Linked DNA regions of Mus musculus: region 1 is linked to region 2. A link is a contact called in public HiChIP or PLAC-seq data. All regions are on one chromosome and are shown on one strand. Each heading gives the region's core, a stretch centred on a gene start, on an enhancer-like site or on the middle of the called end of the contact. The rest is flanking DNA. Distances are from core to core; before and after follow the strand shown.

Region 1 (4,974 bases), core at 985-3,484, 130 kb before region 2:
GTAGGATTGCATACTGTCAAGCTATGTTCATACGTTTTCTAGGCACTAGCACTATGGTCAACTGCTGCAGAAGGCCAGAGTGGAGGGACAGGACCCAGAGCAATGGGACGCTGAGAGTCCCAGGCTCGTGGAAACGTTTTGGATCACAACTGTGGTGGTTACACTGCTCTCTCTCTCTCTCTCTCTCTCTCTCTCTCTCTCTCTCTCTCTCTCTGTGTGTGTGTGTGTGTGTGTGTGTGTGTGTGTGTGTGTGTGTGTACATCATACTATACCTATCTCAAACAAATTAAAATCAGTGAGTTAGGGTCTTCTGTGGCATTGCATACCCCCAGCACTGGGAAGGCAGAGGCAGACTGCTCGACGTGAGTTCAAGGCCAGGCTATGAGTTTCCATCCCTCTACTCCACTCTCTATCTTTCTCTCTCCATACATTAAATAATTCTTTCTGTCTATGTGTTACATGTATTAAGTAATTTTTTTTTAATTGGAGAGTTTGGGGCTAGTGAGAAGGCTCGGTGGGTAAAGATACTGACAGCCTGAGTGTGAGTCTCAGGATTTGCATGGTGGCAGGAGAGAACCCATACCTGCACACTGTCCCCCAATATCCTCAGGCATGCCATGCATTTGTAGACCCCATAAGTTAAAAACAAAAAAAAGCATTAATTTTAAACTTGGTGACATTGGGTGCATAAAAACCATACTGTGTGCTGGAGGCTTCTGGAAAGAGATGACGCCTGAGATAAGACATGATCAAGAGGGAGAAAGATGAGGAGTGTTCCCCAGTCAACAAGAACACTTGCCAGACATGGTGGAGGGCACCGCAATCCCAGCACTTGGTGGGCAGAGGCAGGAGGTTCAGGCCTATGATCCAAGCTGCTTAGGAAGTTAAAGCAGAAGGATCATAAATTAGTCCAGGAAATAAAATAAAATGTGGGGAAATGGCTGAAGGGAAATGCTGCAAAAAGTGCATTGCCTTTGCAGAGGATCTGAGTTCGATCCCCAGCACCCACCCCAAGCAGGTCACAACTCCATGGAATTCTAGCTCCAGGGGGTCCAACAGCTCCTCTGGTCTCCAGTTACCCCCACATATTGTGTACATATAACAACACACAAACACATAGTTGGAAATAATAATGCAATGATAAATGGGAGAAAACAAGATTCAAGGAAACAAATAAATAAAGTAAATCCCACAGGGGAAGCGCTTGGTTTGCATTCACAGGGCCCTGAGCTTTCTCTGTGCACTAGAAGGGGGACGCTAAAAAGAGAGAGGCTGTCTTAAAATATCCTTGACCACCTTGACCACGTAGTAAGTTCAAGGCCAGTTCGGGCTATGTGAGATGGTATCAAAGAAAATTCAGGAAGGAGGGGCTGGAGAGTCAGCTCATCAGCTAAGAGCTCTGGCTCTTCCAGAAGACCCAGGTTTGATTCCCAGCCCCCCATGTGGTGGCTCAAAACCATCTGTAACTCCAGTTCCAGGGGATCTGGCAACCTCTTCTGGTCTCTGCAGGCACCAGGCCAAATGTGATACACACATATGCAGGCAAAACACCCATACACATAGAATTTTGTAAACATTTAATTAAAAAAAAAAAAAGACAGGAAGGAAAACAAAACAAACAAATTGGGTGTGGGACTTGCCTACAATCCCTGGGAGGCTGAGGCAGGGGGATGGAACATATGAGGTTTTCCTGGGCTACATAGACAGACCTTGTACTGATAATATTAATATTGATTAATAGTAACTATTAATTAATATTTATGTAGAAAGATGTGGTGGTGTAACCTTTTAATTGGAGAAGCAGAGACAGTTGGATCTCTGTGAGTTCAAGGCCAGCCTGGTCTACATAGAGAGTTCCAAGACCAGCCAAAGCTACACAGTGAGAACGTTTCAAAACAAACAAACAAACAAACAAACAAGCAACAAACAACTCCTTCCCCCTCCCCAATTTAAACAAACCAAGAGACAGTGAAGACACAACCCCAGGGCTACTGAGACATGGTGTCAAATAAGCTATCTACATCCCCAATGGTCCATGGGGATTCTCTAAGACAGGAATGGGAACTGTCCGAAAAGAGTCCCCTGCCATCTTTCAGCTCCCTTCACTTGGGAAAGCTATCCAACTACCAAGTAGCCTCAACTGCGTCGGAGCTCCCTAAGTCTCTGACCACATCAGCCAGGCTTGCTGATCACAGTCAACGCTCTGGAGTCCATGTGGCTGCTGCCCCCTGGTGGCCAGAGTGATGCATTACCAACAACTCCGTGGCCAAGCCCAGCCTGACCCTTCAGGAGCCCAGGCCAGACCACTCCCATCACGCGCCTTCTCAGGCTCCAGGCCAGCCCACATCTTAAATCCAACATGAGCTTTTCAACCCTACCTGGCTTCCCTTCTTTGCAGCATACAACCGCAATCATATTCAAAAGTACGCTCTCAGCAGCCAAGAAGGCCTGATTTCTCAGTTCCGTGCAAGCTTGAATCATCCCGTCCCCACCCCCCACCCCACATCTGCTATCTCCACGGCGGCAATCCTAAATTTGTCTACAGTTTAGCACTCCCTCCCAAAGCCCCTCTTGAAAGCAATTCCAAATTAACATCTCAAATCGGTGCATGCAGCACACCCAGACACGGGTTCCTGCCCCCTCCACCCCCCTAGTCAAGTTAATTCAGATAAACGACCCCCATCCTTGACCTGTTTCTCCTCCTCACATCCAGTCAGGCTCAAAGTTCCAGCCAATTCCCCAACCGCCTTCCTTAATAGTAAAATGAACTTTAGCTGTGTGAGTCGACACGTGCCTGTACTCTACCACTGAGAAGGCAGAAATGAGTAGGTGGAGATTCAAGGCCAGCCTGAGCTACATAGTGAGACCCTGGGGCATGGTGGCTCAGGCCTGTAATCCCAGCTTCCTTGAAGGCTGAGGCAAGGAGACCGGAAGTTCAAAGCCTGTCTAGGCACTTTAATGAGAGCATCTCAAACACAGAGGTGGGAGTGGACATGGCCCTCACCGTTAGTTCCAGCACTCAGGAAACAGAGACAGGCAGAGCTTTATGAGTTCAAGGATAGCCTGATGATCTACTTAGCCTGTTCCAGGCCAGCCAAAGCAACACGGTGAGACCCTGTCTCAAAACAAAACAAAACAAAACAAAACAAAACAAAACAAAACAAAACAAGACAACAAAAAGGAAAGGGAGGGTCGGGCAGGTGTGAACATCTTCACACCTTCGGGGGACGTGGGAAGATAATTTCTTTTTCAAAAGGTTTGTCTATTTTATATTTTATATTCATTATTATTCTTTATTTATTGGGCGGCAAGAGTATGGTAGTCAGAGAACAACTTGGGAGAGCCCACCTCTGCTTCTTTTTGTCAAGGATTCACAATCCAGTAAGAGAGAGAAATGCATACAGAAATCCCAACCACAGAGTTGGCAAGATGTCAGAGCAAATAAGGGAGCTTGCCTCCCACCCCACCCCCACACACACACCATGGCCTGATCAATTCCCAGGACCCTCGTGAAATCATATGTAACTTGTTTTTTCTTCAATCACAACAGTAGAGTCCCCTGGCATGCAAAACTAACCTGGAGAATTTCCTTGAGGTCTTTTGGTTTGGATTCAGTTGGGTTTTTTTCAAGACAGAGTTTCTTTGTGTAGCCCTGGCTGTCCTGAAACCAGCTCTGCAGACCAAGCTGGTCTCAAACTCCCGCCTGCCTCTGCCTCCTGAGTGTTGGGATTAAAGGCGTGCGCCACCCCCAACCCAGCAGGTTTTCCTGCTGAGTTTTAAAAGGGAAAAGTCTTCTAACAACAAGGAGAAAGGCATTAAAATTAGAGAGAACGCCATGACCGGCGTTCATGTGAGGATTAGTTGTTTGTCTCCCTGTGGAAGGGGTTATTGAAGAGTCAACAGTAAGAGAAAGATGCTGAAGAGACTGCCTGGGGCTCAAACATTAAATATCATTGGAAAGTAGAAGAGAGGAGTCACTGAGGTTTGGTCTTGTATTTTTTTTTTTAAGATTTTATTTATTTATTTATTTACTTACTTACTTACTTAATATATATGAGTACACTGTAGCTCTCTTTAGACACACCGGAAGAGGGCATCGGATCCCATTACAGATGGTTGTGAGCCACCATGTGATTGCTGGGAATTGAACTCAGGACCTCTAGAAGAGCAGTCAGTGCTCTTAATTGCTGAGCTATCTCTCGAGCCCCGGTTTTATTATTATTACTTTTAAAATATGGTATCTGTGATTGAGTCTAAAAACCCACACATTCTGGGCTGGGGGCTCTACCACTGAGCTATGCTCCCCCCCCCCCAGCCCTCTTTTTACATATTTTAAGACAGTCTCACTGAATTTCCAAGGCTGGTCTTGAACTCACTCTGTAGGGCAGGCAGTCCTTGAACTTGCAATCTTCCTGTGTTAACTTGTCAGGGAGCTTGGACAACAGGCCTGTACCAGCCTGGAACCCTGTAGGACCTAGTCCAGGAAATGTAATTTTTTTTGGAGAAGATATATTTGAAGGGACAAAAGTAGAAGCAAGAAAGATCAGTTTGAGCTGGGCAGTGGTGGCATATGCCTTTAATCCTGGCACTTGGGAGGCAGAGGCAGGCAGATTTCTGAGTTCAAGGCCAGCCTGGTCTACAGAGTGAGTTCCAGGACAGCCAGGGCTACACAGAAAACCCTGTCTTAAAAAAAAACAAAACAAAAATCAGTTTGCTCTTGCAACCGCCATCACCAGTGTCAACCACAGCAGAAAACACAAATATATACAATATATACACATTACAATTCACAACAGTAGCAACATTAGAGTTATAAAGTATCAATGAAATAATTGGGGGGGGGGCTTCACAACAGCATGAGGAACTGTATGAGGGTCCCTGCATGAGGAAAGTTGAGAACCACTTCCCTGTCTCAAGAAACAATAAGAAGCATAAAGTTAATAGGTGAAATCCTGGAAGTTGATGATGCTTTTC
Region 2 (5,022 bases), core at 2,174-4,673:
AATAGAAAAGTCAAGTTCTGCCTGATGGTGGTGGCGCAAGCCTTTAATCCCAGGGGGGAGAGGCAGGTGGATCTCTGAATTTGAGGCCAGGCTGGGTTACAGAGTGAGTTCCAGGACAGCCAGGGCTGTAACACTGTCTTGAAAAGTCAAAACCAAACCGAATGCAACCAAACCAAAAAAGTAGTCAAGTTTTAACTCTGGTGGTAAATGCTTATAATCCAAGCACTTGATGCCCAAGGCTCGAGGATGCTGCACAGACTGAAAAGAGGAGAAAAAGTTGAGTTCCTCCCTTTAAGGAGTTGACATTCTAGAGAGCCTACTAACGGGTGTTTAGCTGAACTGTGTGTTTATGGACACATTCTAAGGTTGTATGTGTGGTGCTGAACATCTTCAGTCTAGCACTAGGAAGGTGAAGGGGGGAAATCAGGAGTCTGGGAGGAGGTCAGGAGTTCAAGGTCATTCTTAGCCACATAGCAAGTTTGAGAACAGCCTGGACTACATAGACCGTCTCAAAAAGAAAACAAAGCAAAACAGGAAAGAGCAGTAAAACACTTCTACTCTTTAATCTGTGCTCTCCAAGCCTAATGAGCTTAGGTAAGGCAGTGTGTAACTGAGAAACAACTTAACATTTAATTTTGATTCAATTTAAGCCATATGTGGCTAGTGGCTCTCATACTGGGCAGCACAGGACACTGCCCATAACCAATTAATTATGACATCCAGTAGTCAGGATTGTGATATTGGAAACACCACTAAGCATAGTAATTAGAAGAGGTGTGTTGAGGGAAAAGGTCAGAATGCCGGAAGATACCCTAGGCCTGGTGTCCAAGGCAGTCTGAATGGTTCAAAGGCAATGTAGAGAGGCCAAGTGGAGGGGAATCATCTAAGTCCTTACATTTTATAGGGACAGTCTGGGGCCTGGACACTGCTTCTCTAACCTGTGCCTGACTTTTCTCAGATCATGACCCGCCCATCGGCGGCCAACAAGAACTTTCCGTACCACGTGCGAACTTCACAGATCGCCTCCGCTGGGGTCCCTGGACCTGGAGGGAGCCAATCAGCAGATAAAGCCTTCCCGCAGCACGTCTATGGAAACGTGACGTTCATCAGCGACTCGGTGCCCAACTTCACGGAGCTCTTCTCCATCCCCCCGCCAACCTCCTCTGTAAGCTCCGCAGCCCCGGCGCCCGAGGAGCTGCTGGCGCCGCCCCTGGAGTACCTGACCCCGCTCCCCGCCCCGCCGCCACCCCCTGCTCATTGGCGTCTGAGCCCACCCCTGGCCTTCCGTACTCCCCATGCCCCGACGCCCCGCCTCGACCGTCCCCCGGCGCCCGCGCCCACCCTGCCAGACTGGGTCCTGGCGCTGTTGCGCACGCCCCCGAGGACACCCCGCGCTGTGCCCCCGCCGCCTGCCTTCCGAGGCTGGTCCCCATCTCCCCCACCGCCTCCAGAGTTTGCCCGGCGCACCCCAACTCCACCCCTTGAATACCTGGCCCCACTGCCCAGGCGCCCAGCCACCCACTCCTTCCCTGATTGACAAGTGCGTCCATATTTGGGGTGGTGGGAGTCCTCTAGGGGGAGGGGGACGGGCCTTCGGGGCCGCTTTTGCTCCCCCGAGGGTTCTGGGCAGCCTCTGACCCTGACCCCCCATCCCAGGCCGGGAAGCAGGTGGAGGAGACAGCGGTGGCGGCGGCGGTGGCCCCGAGGGGCCGTGTGGTGACCATGGCCGAACCCGGCGCAGCCTCCCCGCCCCCACCCGCTCGGTTCTCCAAGGCGGTCGACTCGGGCTGGGATGGCCCGACGCCGTCCTACCAGCCGCTTGTGCCCCAGACGGCGGCGCCGCACACCGGCTTCACCGAATACTTCAGCATGCACACAGCCGGGGGCCCTGCACCCCCGGTCTGAGCATCCCTTCCCCGCCTCTGCCCCACGGGCGGCGCACCGGGCCCCGGCTGGGCTCCGGAACCCCGTTTCTCTCCCGGCCCAAGGGCTCGGCCATGCCAGGCATCCCGCGCCCCTCCCACACCCCGCGCCCACTTTGGATGCGCTGCGTCCCGCCCCTTTCCCTCTTGTGCCAAACGGTCCCGCGGGAGCCGTTCTCCGCGTCCCCTCCCTCAGCCCCTGCCCCGAATGGCTCCGGAATCTGGACTCCCGCTGTTCCGTGATCTCCGCCCCCCTGACCCCCTTCGAGACCTCTGACCCTGCTGGACTCCGGAACACCCGTGACGACCGCCTGGACCCTGCCCGACCCTCCAGGACCCTGCGACCCTCGAGCCACTGTTTAGAGACGGATATTGTGAAGTTGGTCTCTACTTTGAAACCCTCCTTGGGGTTTGTGACCTCGGACCTGTGCTTTGTCCGTCCATCTGAATGCCAAGGACCATCACATGGTCTGTGGCAGAAAGACGTTTTCTCTTCTTGCCAAAATAAAGAGGATTCGTTGAGTTTTTAATCTATAACATGGTTTCTTTTCCATCTTAGCTGAAAAAAGGAAAAGACGTGTTTCCTGAATGTATGTCAGCGTACTATGCGCGCACATTGTGTAGGAGAAGGCCACAAGAAGGCGTTGGATTTCCACTATATGGGTTCTGGGAATCGAACCAGGGTCTTCTGCAAGGGCAACATGCTCTGAACCACTAAGTCGCCTCTCCAGCTTCTTTTATGTATTGATGGTGCTTTAAGTCATACGGGTCTCACTGTATCCATCTAGGAAATGCTATTTTGGTCTGGAGTCCCTTGCCTTCATAACTTGATATTCATGTTGATCCTGAATGTAGAGCACAGAAAATAACCATCTAGCACAGCTTTTTACCGCTCCTTTATGTTGCCTTTCCTTTCGCTAGCAGAGATAGAGGCGCCCTCCAGTGGCAAAGGCTTTGCTCAGCCAATGACTAGCACAAAACGCGATTTTGGGTTACACTCTTAGCAATACGCATGCGTAATTCTCTGAGCTGAATTCCTATTCTCGCTGCGCAAGCGACTGGGAACAGATGGGAGGAAAGTTTCCGGAAGTCTTCCTCGAGAAGGGGTGGAGCCAGGCGCTCCTTAGTCCTCTCAGGGCCGCTCTGACCCGCCGCTCTTCCTCTTCTCGCCTCCTCCTAGCCTGTCCTCCCCTCAGAGGCTGCGCGGCTCCCGCCCCCTCGCCCTCTCAGCGGGTCTTCCTCGGGCCGCTCTGGCCCGGGAGTCTCCAGGTCTCTCTGATCTAGCCCATTCGCCTCGAGTGGGAGGAGCGGGTGGGTAGGCATTAGAGTGAGCCCTGGAGATCCGGGCCGGGACCCCGAAGGCAGGCCCCGCCCCCGTCTGGAGGGGTCTCCCCAGGAGTCTCCGGGCCAGGCAAGTTCCACCCCGCACGCTCCATGGACCGCCCAGCTGGGCTGTAGAGCACATCGCCCCTGGAAGACTGTCTATACGGTCTGTTTTGGCCTTGCAGCAGCCTGAATGTAATCACTGGATACCGTTTATGGAGTCGGCGCCCCTATGGGGGCTCGTGTCTATAGGGGACCCTTACGGTCCCTAGGGGTCAGCCCTATCCATAACGACTTCATATCCAGGGCCTTCCATGGGTCTATAGGGCCGGCCCCTCGGTTTCAAGAGCGCATCAACTGCGGCCCTTTCCTTGGCCCGGACTGCGTGGCTGGTACATCCTTGGACTACAAGGCCATGCTACGTCTGTAAAGGTTGCATCTTGCAGGGCCTCATTCCCAGAGGGTCTTCTCCAGGTCTTCACGGCCCTTCCCGTCCCTTAGGGCCAGTGCCTAAGGCGGCGATGGCCTTGGGTGGAGCTCTGGCCTTGGCCCTTGCACTGGCCTTGGCAGTGCTGGGACCGCTGTCCCTCAGGGTCCTGGCTGGTGACTGCAAGGGGCAGCGGCAGGTGCTACGGGAGGCGCCAGGCTTCGTGACGGATGGTGCGGGCAACTACAGCGTCAACGGCAACTGCGAGTGGCTTATCGAGGGTGAGTGGGGCCGCGTGGGTCACTCACTCGGTTGCTAGTTCATTCATTTGTGCGTTCATTCACTGAGCACATTCCTAGAACCCGGCTCCATTCCAGGACTCTTGCTGTAAAATGTTGGACATCCAGTGTTGCAGCCAGCTTGGGCCCTAACTCTGATGGGAGGGAATGTGCCAAGAGTCACAGTAACAAACTAGGAGTATTTGTGAGGGGTGTTTTTCTTCACTTGATCCTGAATGTAGCGCACAGAAAATATCAATCTAGCACAGCTTTCTACCACTCCTTTATTTTTGCTTACTTGTAAGTCCACTCATGCCTTTAATCCCAGCACTTGGAAGGCAGAGGCAGGCAGATTTCTGAGTTCGAGGCCAGCCTGGTCTCAGAGTGAGTTCCAGGACAGCCAGGCCTACACACACAAAAAAACCCCTGTCTCGAGAAAACAAAAAACAAACAACAACAACAAAAAGTAAGTCCACTCACCTGGCTTAGGATCTAGGCTCTATTTCATATGAGTTTCGTGACTTTGGATGGATGAATTTCGAAGGCACAGTTTCTTTTACTCCAAATGGCCGCAACAATAGTACTTAGTTAAAAGGAAAGGAGTCAGATATTTAACACATTTGATATCTGGTATAGTATATTAGTCAGGGTTCTCTAGGGAAGCATAGCATAGAATGAATCTTTATAGAAATGAGATTAGAATGGCTTATAGTCACTGTGCGGTGGTGGCGCATTCCTTTCATCCCAGCACTCCAGAGGCAGAGGCAGAGGCAGGCAGATCTCCGAGTTTGAGGCCAGCCTGATCTACATACTGAGTTCCAAGACAGCCAGAGAAACCCTGTTTTGACACCCCCCCTCCCCCAAGTAAAAAGAATGGCTTATAGACTGTGGTCCAGCAAGTCTGATAAAGACTGTTTACCAAAAAAAAATCCAGTAGTAGTAGTTCAGTCCACATGGCTTATGTCTTACCTGGTCTTCAGTATATGCCAGAATGCTAAAGAGAGTCAGTTCTAATGCAGACAGGAATTAGAAGATGCTTCTGAGCAAGCCTATGTGCTAAAATCTAGTATGC

Evidence for each region. HiChIP or PLAC-seq counts read pairs in DNA pulled down with a chosen protein or histone mark.
Region 1: a contact with region 2 is called in an H3K27ac HiChIP or PLAC-seq map of embryonic stem cells, with 9 read pairs. The contact joins the enhancer-like site here to the promoter of Megf8 in region 2. A contact is called at or near these places in 1 of 39 promoter capture datasets (liver), 2 of 15 datasets of contacts at CTCF or cohesin (CD8 T cells and large pre-B cells), 13 of 484 Hi-C or Micro-C datasets (B cells, CD4 T cells, CD8 T cells and 6 more), 8 of 115 datasets of contacts at active chromatin or transcription factors (embryonic stem cells, microglia, pancreatic cancer cells and 1 more) and 2 of 9 other capture datasets (adipose tissue and liver).

What each region holds. Positions count from the first base shown.
Region 1 is chr7:25,185,632-25,190,605 of GRCm38.p6, forward strand. No RefSeq gene overlaps it. Among named protein-coding and RNA genes, the nearest start is that of Mir7048, 30 kb to the right of the region's middle. Within about 2 kb of position 2,235, at least 17 of the 459 cell types and tissues checked have an H3K27ac peak or open chromatin away from gene starts, as enhancers often do. A contact at or near this core is called in bone marrow-derived macrophages and embryonic stem cells, where this site is marked.
Region 2 is chr7:25,313,741-25,318,762 of GRCm38.p6, forward strand. It overlaps Megf8 (multiple EGF-like-domains 8), which reads left to right and starts at 3,424. Exons shown (of 41, transcript NM_001160400.1): 1 at 3,424-3,953. The coding sequence starts at 3,767. It overlaps Tmem145 (transmembrane protein 145), which reads left to right. Exons shown (of 15, transcript NM_183311.2): 14 at 959-1,165; 15 at 1,657-2,455. The coding sequence ends at 1,905.